Linked DNA regions of Mus musculus: regions 2 and 3 are each linked to region 1. A link is a contact called in public HiCAR-type and HiChIP or PLAC-seq data. All regions are on one chromosome and are shown on one strand. The core of a region is the stretch at or near the end of the contact, and the rest is flanking DNA. Distances in the headings are between cores, read along the strand shown. Region 1 holds the start of Scg3 (secretogranin III). Region 2 holds the start of C920006O11Rik (RIKEN cDNA C920006O11 gene). Region 3 holds the start of Cilk1 (ciliogenesis associated kinase 1).

The links. HiCAR-type assays count read pairs that join an accessible place to other places. HiChIP or PLAC-seq counts read pairs in DNA pulled down with a chosen protein or histone mark.
Region 2: a HiCAR-type map of astrocytes shows a contact between it and region 1, with 3 times the contacts expected there. The contact joins the promoter of C920006O11Rik here to the promoter of Scg3 in region 1. A contact is called at or near these places in 1 of 39 promoter capture datasets (hippocampal neurons) and 1 of 115 datasets of contacts at active chromatin or transcription factors (astrocytes).
Region 3: an H3K4me3 HiChIP or PLAC-seq map of embryonic forebrain shows a contact between it and region 1, with 13 times the contacts expected there. The contact joins the promoter of Cilk1 here to the promoter of Scg3 in region 1. A contact is called at or near these places in 1 of 39 promoter capture datasets (hippocampal neurons) and 3 of 115 datasets of contacts at active chromatin or transcription factors (astrocytes, embryonic forebrain and forebrain).

What each region holds. Positions count from the first base shown.
Region 1 is chr9:75,682,714-75,685,474 of GRCm38.p6, reverse strand. Scg3 (secretogranin III) reads left to right here and starts at 1,419. Exons shown (of 12, transcript NM_009130.3): 1 at 1,419-1,840; 2 at 2,485-2,537. The coding sequence starts at 1,750.
Region 2 is chr9:78,174,488-78,177,248 of GRCm38.p6, reverse strand. It overlaps C920006O11Rik (RIKEN cDNA C920006O11 gene), which reads right to left and starts at 1,335. Exons shown (of 4, transcript NR_040401.1): 1 at 1,214-1,335; 2 at 507-678; 3 at 156-250. It overlaps Rn7sk (RNA, 7SK, nuclear), which reads left to right and starts at 1,616; the gene lies at 1,616-1,947.
Region 3 is chr9:78,111,815-78,114,575 of GRCm38.p6, reverse strand. Cilk1 (ciliogenesis associated kinase 1) reads right to left here and starts at 1,338. Exons shown (of 14, transcript NM_019987.2): 1 at 1,121-1,338.

The DNA.
Region 1 (2,761 bases), core at 170-2,669:
ACATGTGTTGCTCACAGAGGCCAGAAGAGGATTGGAGCTGCAATTACAAACAGTTGTGAGCTACATTTATGTAGGTTCTGGGTCCTCTGCAAACCCAATGAACCATTGCTCTAGCCCATGAGTTAATTTTTAAGACTGCAGCATACCAGGATAATGATACTGTGCTACCCACCATTGAGAAAGATCTATTCGTTTTGAAGTAACTGCTAGATTTGAAGTACTCTGTAACAGATTTTAATGTATCAATTTTTAAAAAAGATTCACATGGAAACAAAAGGACTTTTAGATTCTTAACTGAAATACTTGCATGACTATTAAACTCAAAACCTCCAGAAAGGGAAATCTGTTTGTCAGTGGGTTTGTTTGTTTGTTTGTTTTCATGTATTTAAATAAGTAACTTGGTCCATGAGAGGGAGGAGCCAGAAATCAAAGGCCTGATTGTGCTGGATCCTTCTTTGTGGCCATTCTTCAGCTGGGTTCTCAGCAGGCTGCAGTTGAAAGGGAAAGATCCAAGTTCTGCTTAAAAATCAGACTAAAGAGCTTGCTCAGCACCCCGCTCACATTATGCTACTCGCATTCACCACTTAAAAGTCTTTGGATAGTAAATTGTATGCAATGACCTCAGTCTTCCAGGATATTCTCGGATTATAGGAAGCACCCCTCTGACTTGCTTATGAGGAGAGGAGTATTTTTCATGGCTTTCCCTTTTCTTGAAAGACTCTCAGAACATCAAGATCCTCAGGTATAAATTAGACCCGGGGAAGAATGTCACAAAAGCACACTATTTTTCCTACTTGGTTAGAAGAAAGAGAACAAAACTGAATATTTCTGGTGAGGACTCTCGCTCCAAGAGGGACAAACGGGTTGTTTTGTTTTGTTTTGTTTTGTTTCCTTCTCTAACTATGTGAGAGTGAAGTTTTATGCACAATGTATTTGAAATAATATTCGTGCGCTTTCCTAATCAAAAGGCTCCTGTGGAGCTGAGATGCAAGAGCATCAAAAGACTGTCAACACAGATCAATAAAGGCAGGTCTTTATAAGGTTTGATAGAATTATATCTTTTGTTTATAACAGAATTTTGATTATAGTAGAATATAAAGGTATAACAGAATTTTGAGTATAGCAGGAAGGGATTTTGGAGTAGAGACTGCAGAAGAATAACAATCAAAATTAGACAAAGATTACCCATGTCTCCTTGACAAGTTCACGGGTAGAGAGGGCATTTAACCCTTGAGGTACAGCAACCATGCCTATCGTCCAGCAATCCTGCAATCCGGCCCGACTCCGACGTAGAAACATACCCAAGACTGCGGCAAGGAAAATACGCGAGCAAGCCTGTCTCCCCTCCCCCGCTCCGTTCCCGCGGGATTGGAGTAGCGCTGGGTCGCTGACGCCATCCTCACGCCTCTGGTTTGCATGGAGCATGCGCCTCCTCCTCATTTCCTCTCCTGGAGCTAGTGGAGTAAAGCTACGCCCAGGCCCGCGTCCGCTGGCGGCGCAGGAACTTCAGCACCCGCGGGGCGGACAGCGCCTACCGCACCTGCTCACCTGCTCTGGGCGCCAGAAGAGCCTGCATCCTCCTTCCAGCCCGGAGCAACTGCGCCGGAGGCGCCCAGACCCTCTCCCTTCCCGCACCCAGGCTCCTGTCCCTTCCAGCTTCTTAACTCCCCTTCTCATTCATAACAAAAGCTACAGCTCAGGGGCCCAGCGCCAAGCTCTTTCCAGCAAAGCACAGAAGAGCAAGAAAGAATGGGGTTCCTTTGGACCGGCTCTTGGATACTGGTGTTGGTGCTCAACAGCGGCCCAATTCAAGCTTTCCCCAAACCCGAAGGCAGCCAAGGTATGTGGACATTGCTCTGCTTTAGAGTTCTCTTTCATTTGGCCCAGCCAAGATAAAGCTTGATGTGACCCGTGAGCTCTAAATCGCCCTGCCTAGTTTTTCTCAGCAGATCTCGTATCGTGCATATTGACAGAATATACACGGTTTTGACTTCAGAGAACGAAGATGGATTTTTCTTTCTCCTTTACTTTTAAAATAATAGAGCGATAACATGGTCTTATTTTGAAAAGGGGAGCGAGTACCTGTGCTTAAAGTGGCTAGGATTTTTTTTTTTTTTTTTTGCTCATTACACATGCAGGATATGATGATCTCTTTTAATGTACCAGCAATGATAATCCAAATAGTATGTTTCCAATTGAAAAGAGCTAATAAGCTAAGAATTAGAACTATATGTTAAATTTCTGATCAGAAAATAAAAGTGTGATTGCATTTAATTCAGGATATGCAATAATATAATAAGCATACCAACTTTGGAACTCACCATGTATACAATTGATAATCTTTGCTACTATAAATTTTATTTTATAACATTCAGAATTATTTCTCCAAAAAATCTTTTTTCATTGTGTTTTTTATTTTAATAGGAAACATATTTGACCACCCAAATGCACAATTAAATTTATATTTATGTGTATTTATTCTAGACAAATCCCTGCATAATAGAGAATTAAGTGCAGAAAGACCTTTGAATGAACAGGTAGGTCAGATGTAAAATTATAACTCCTATGTTATCTTATTCACTGTTGTCACTTACTGTAGTTTCCTTGTGATATTTTAGCCATTTTACATTTATAAACTCCAAGACATTAATAATAAATTGACAAAAACTAAGATGATAAATCTGGTTCCACTAATTCTGTGTTCTCACAATTAGTGCACTGAGTTCTTATAGCACATGGGCTGAGGCATGATGATAACCCA
Region 2 (2,761 bases), core at 86-2,585, 2.5 Mb before region 1:
TGAGACAGACTGCTTTGAGGATAAAGCCTTGCAGATTTTTTGGTGGGTGTGATAACCTTTACCCGTTGGAAATAAATACCAAATCGTGGCACTCCCATATGAAACTATGTTAGGAGGAAAGACTCCCACAAACCAAGAGGAGGCAGGAGACATACCAAGCACACCCTAAAGCTGCACACATCCGGGTAAGGGCTGCACACAGAGTTATGCAATGTTTTGTTTGCTTGTATCTGAAAATCTCCACAGGAAGCTGAAGAATAGAACAAAAGCAAAACTTGCACTCGCAGGCCAGGAAACAAGGCTTCCAACCGTGCAACGCAGGTACAGAAAATTCACCTAGAGGGTGTATAATCAATAAAACTGACAAAATTTACATTACTTCCCTTTGTCCTTATTACCTGTTATCCCTCGTAGAAACCAAGGGTAACTTAAAAGGGGTAATGAATCCCGTTAATTACATCTTAGTTCAAAGAAAAGTCCCTAACAGGAAGGATCTTATGGCTGACCCGGACCAGTAGTGATGCGAAGAGAAGGCGTATTGTCTGGCTAATTTGTGAAAATACGGTGGGCTGGGTACAGCTCCAGCGGCAGCTAATGCCCGTCTCACGAACTCCATGCGACCTCTACTGTTAGGACAGTGGAGCTTGTGCCTCGACGTCACGATGGCTTTCGGCCTTTCTGGAAAACAAACGAACCAAACTAAACCAAAAACCAAACAACAAACCGAACAAACAAAAAACCCGAACGCAGTACAGAGCGGTAAAGCAAAGTCCTATCTTCATCCCAATTTTCTGGACATAACTGAATGTTCAGGATTTGGGAGGAGTGTTTTATTATTGTTGTTGCGTTTTCCCTCGCGCATTAAAAAGATGCCACCATTTTAACACGTGAAAGAAAGGACAGAACCCTTAGCCTTGGTTTTCAGTGTGTCACTTTCACATTCCGATTCAGGGAAGCTGGGGGGCATTCGTTGTAAAGGTATTAGCCTAGCAGTGCACATTATAAAGTTCTTGGACTTTGAGAAACTCAGGATTTTCCAAATTTAGCTACAAAGGGCACGGGAAGCCAACGGAGGGCCGGGTGCATCACACTGTTCTAGGAATTAGCTTTTTACTCGCTTCGGTGTGTCACTTCGGCCACAGAGGGAGACAGACGATTACGGCCCACGGAAGGCCGCGTGAGTCTCGTGAAGCTGGAGATGCGCTGGGTCTACCTTTCGCCGTCCGCTCCGCCTTGGCAGAGGCGCCGACACGCACCGAAGGCAGAGAACCCATCTCGTATGGGACCGCACCGGACACGGGCGCCTGGGCCAGGAGCAGAGCCGGGCCGTAGAATAGACATGGCCGTCGGGGGCGGGGCTTCGGAAGGTTTAACCAATCCAAACTGTTGTATTTTGCATAGCCCCAAAGCATTTTGGTTAACAGTAAAAACATCCTAAATTTAAGTATTTTAATTTAAACTTAGAACGAAGCGAGTATAAAAAGGATTATTTAACCCTAAAACGGATTCAGGATTTGTTATAATATCAAGTACAGTCGGCTACATAAGGTCACCACATGTGTAAAGTTACAAAATTCTATGGCCTTATATACCTACCAAGAGCCTGCTTACTCTCGGATGTGAGGGCGATCTGGCTGCGACATCTGTCACCCCATTGATCGCCAGGGTTGATTCGGCTGATCTGGCTGGCTAGGCGGGTGTCCCCTTCCTCCCTCACCGCTCCATGTGCGTCCCTCCCGAAGCTGCGCGCTCGGTCGAAGAGGACGACCTTCCCCGAATAGAGGAGGACCGGTCTTCGGTCAAGGGTATACGAGTAGCTGCGCTCCCCTGCTAGAACCTCCAAACAAGCTCTCAAGGTCCATTGTAGGAGAACGTAGGGTAGTCAAGCTTCCAAGACTCCAGACACATCCAAATGAGGCGCTGCATGTGGCAGTCTGCCTTTCTTTTGTAGTTCCTGCAATTTAATTTTCGTTTAAAACTTTATTTTATTCTTTAACTTAAAAAAAATATATATTTTTATTTTTTTAATTGGGTATTTATTTCATTTACATTTCCAATGCTATCCTATCCCAAAAGTCCCCCACACGCTTTCCCACCCACTCCCACTTCTTGGCCCTGTCATTCCCCTGTACTGAGGCATATAAAGTTTGCACGACCAAAGGGCCTCTCTTTCCACTGATGGCCGACTATGCAGCTAGAGACAGGAAAAAAATTTTTTTTTAATTAAAAATTTTTTAAATCTTTAAAAATTCTGTTATGTTAATAGATGTAAATAGAGATGTAAATATGTTTAAAAGGTGTGTGTGTGAGAGAGAGAGAGAGAATATGAGTTCAGGTGAAGGTTCCAAGCAGTCGTAACAAAGATTCTGTCTGGGAACAGTTCTACCCCACCTCTCTCTTTCTTCCTTCCTTCCTTCCTTCCTTCCTTCCTTCCTTCCTTCCTTCTTCCTTCCTCTCTCTCTCTCTCTCTCTCTCTCTTGTTTTAAACATTTATTTAGTTACTTGTTTGTTTGTTTCAGGTTTCCTCTGTGTGGCCCTAGCTGTTCAGGGACTTTCTCTGTAGACCAGGGTAGCATTGAATTTAGAGATCTGCCTGCCTCCCAAACTCTGGAAATAAGAGCATGAGCCTATTTACCAGTCCCTGCTTAAATTTATTTATTTAAAAAAATGTTATTAGGACAAATGCTATTACACTCGAAAAGGCAAACACCCAGGACAGGTAGGCTGTAACTTTAAGCTGCTGAAGGAGGAAAATGGAGAA
Region 3 (2,761 bases), core at 89-2,588, 2.4 Mb before region 1:
AGAGCAGAAAAGTGTGTGTGTGTGTGTGTGTGTGTGTGTGTGTGTGTGTGTGTGGACACTGGAAGGCTGCACCCCAGAGGCAGGGGGTCCATGGGATGTCATCCTAAGTTAAACACTCCCAGCACTGTCCTTGGTTCTACTCTGACTTACAGTGTTCTCCAAGTCCAGGCTCGTAGAGGGCCTTAAAGAATCTACCAAATTGTTCAGAAACTATTTCAGATGTGCGTATTTATGCATACATTAGCTACTGTAACAGTTACGCACAGAGTCAAGGCACAGGTCTTGCAAATAATTTATATGTCAACTACACTGATTTAAAGCTCTTTAAGAATTTCATATGCAGCTCCATTCATTATTGAGACACACCTGGAAGCCCCGACTCACCAGGAAATGGGTGAAATGAAAACTGTTAACTATCAAACTCCTCTCAATACAAAGAGTGCTGGGCTCAAAATTATAAAACAAACAAACAAACAGTCTTGCTAGCTCAGATATCAGTCAGGTGGGCAAAATCCAGGGTGGAATCTCCCTCAGACTTAGTAAAAGCCATTCCTTAGTAATAAATGGAAATGAATACATTCCTCTGCAGAAAGATGCATTAATTTTACCTCCTGTACAAGCCATGCATGCTAGTATCAAACTTTTAAAAGGTTAACAATAAAAAATAAACGTTGTTCTCTGAAAAAAAAAAAATCTTTCAACATCCTCCTCCAAACATCTGGTTTGAGTGGAAAGAAAGAAGCCGGAGTAAAAGATAATCTTGAGTAAAATGGTTGCGAGCAAGTGTGCTGCTCAGACCCGGGTGGGACGGACAAGGGCCTAGTTAGGCAAATGATAATCCCAAGTCCTCAGCACCCATCCACCCACAAACCCACCCGCAAGAGGTTTCAAGTCGGCCAGGGTGCTCCGCTCCTTCAGACTGAAAGATAAACACACCCATCAAAAGCCCCGGGCTCGGGAGTTTTCTCGGCAAAGGAGACCCGCAAGACCGTGGCGGGTCCACTGAGAAGCCACAGCCCCTCATTCCCGGCCATGAGTTCGCTCGGGTCAGCCGGTACCGCCCAGCACCCAGCGACAGGTCGCAGTGCAGCCCTCCAGCCCTAGCCCCAGCCCCACTTACTGGCGGCGATCGCGGCCCGGCGGCGCGTGCACCCGAGAGGGCCCGGCAGGCAAGGGCAGTGGGATCCGAGCGGGCGAACCCGGCAAGTCCACACCCGTCAGCGCGTGGCATCCAGCAGGAACCCGCCGCTCCGCGGCCTCCGGCAGCAAAACAAACAAAAGGCAGAGTGGCTTCTAGTGGGGACGACCAGCCGCTTTCCCTGGAAAAGCTGCCCTGCAGCTCCCCTCGCTGGCCCCGCGCGGCCCTGCACCACCGCCATCTCCCGGATGCTCGGCAGAGGGCAGCGTTGAGCTTCTGGGCTGCGGCGAACCCACCCGGGGGAGCCGCAGACTTGCCACTGACAGGCTGATTGACCCCAAAATACTCAAATAAGGGAAGCCCCCGCTTAAAAAAAAAAGTTTCCTGCCTGAATGTAAATCAATGCGACTAAACTGCACAGTCACAATGTTTTAAAACAACACATTTTGGCGTCTGTATTTAACCACAGTAGAAAAAATGATTTCAGCATTATTGCAACGTAAGTTTGAAAGACTGAATGGATAGCTTCCGAAGTGAGAAACCAAGGAGATGCAACACTCCTTTCTATGCAGTGGTAGGAAATCTAACACTGTTTGCAGAGGTTCTCAACCTGTGGTTAACCCTTTTGGGGATTCAAAGGTGGCCTAAGACCATCAGAAGACACAGATATTTACATTATGATTCATAACAGTAGCAAAATTACAGTTATGAAGTAGCAACAAAAATAATTTTAAAGTTGGTGATTACCACAACATGAGGAACTGTATTAGGAAGGCAGAGAACCACTAGAACAAACTCACAACATAAATTATATTGTAAAGCCTGAGTGGTGGTGTACACCTTTAATCACAGCACTTAGGAGGCAGATGCAGTGAATCTATGTGAGTTCTGGGACAGCCTGGTCTACATAGTGAATTCAAGGACAGCTAGGACTATGTAATGAGACCAAGTCTCAAACCTCTCTAAAATAAGTCATACCTACATACATATATACTATTGTGGGACCCACCTTAAATCATCTTAAAGGATAGCTTTGAAGCATTTTGAAAAAAAAAAAAAACAAATTACCACCCGGCTCTGGACTCTATCGTTCCACAGGGTGGTAACCCAAAAGGCTAGTAAAAACAAATTGCTAGGCCCCACACCAGAAGTTCTTGGGGCAGATGCTGCTGGTCTGGAGACCCACATCTTTCTAAATAACACTATTTTGACCAATAAATCAGTAACTCTTTTGAATTTAACTCTTTTTGAATTTAACTCTTCCCAGCCATGCTTGATGGAGTTACACATCCGCAGCCCCTGCGTGTGACAGTGGAAGCAGAAGCGCCAACATGAGCTACAGGAGAGCTGGTCTAACAAATAAGACCGAGTGCCCCCCCACACACACTTGTCATGTCGTTTTCCTTTCATTATTTGCCTCTGAATCCTGAGGACTGCAGGCAGTTTTTCTCAGCCCCTGAATCTAGCAAAGCTCAGATCACTCCTTTTGCTCCACTGTTGAAGAAACCTACGAGACAGTCAAGTTCCCCAGGGCTTCTGTTAACCTTACCTGTCTCCTTGTTTACCTATGTGATAGCTAGCCCATAGGACAAATGGAAATCACAAGTCCTCCTTAGTGAACAC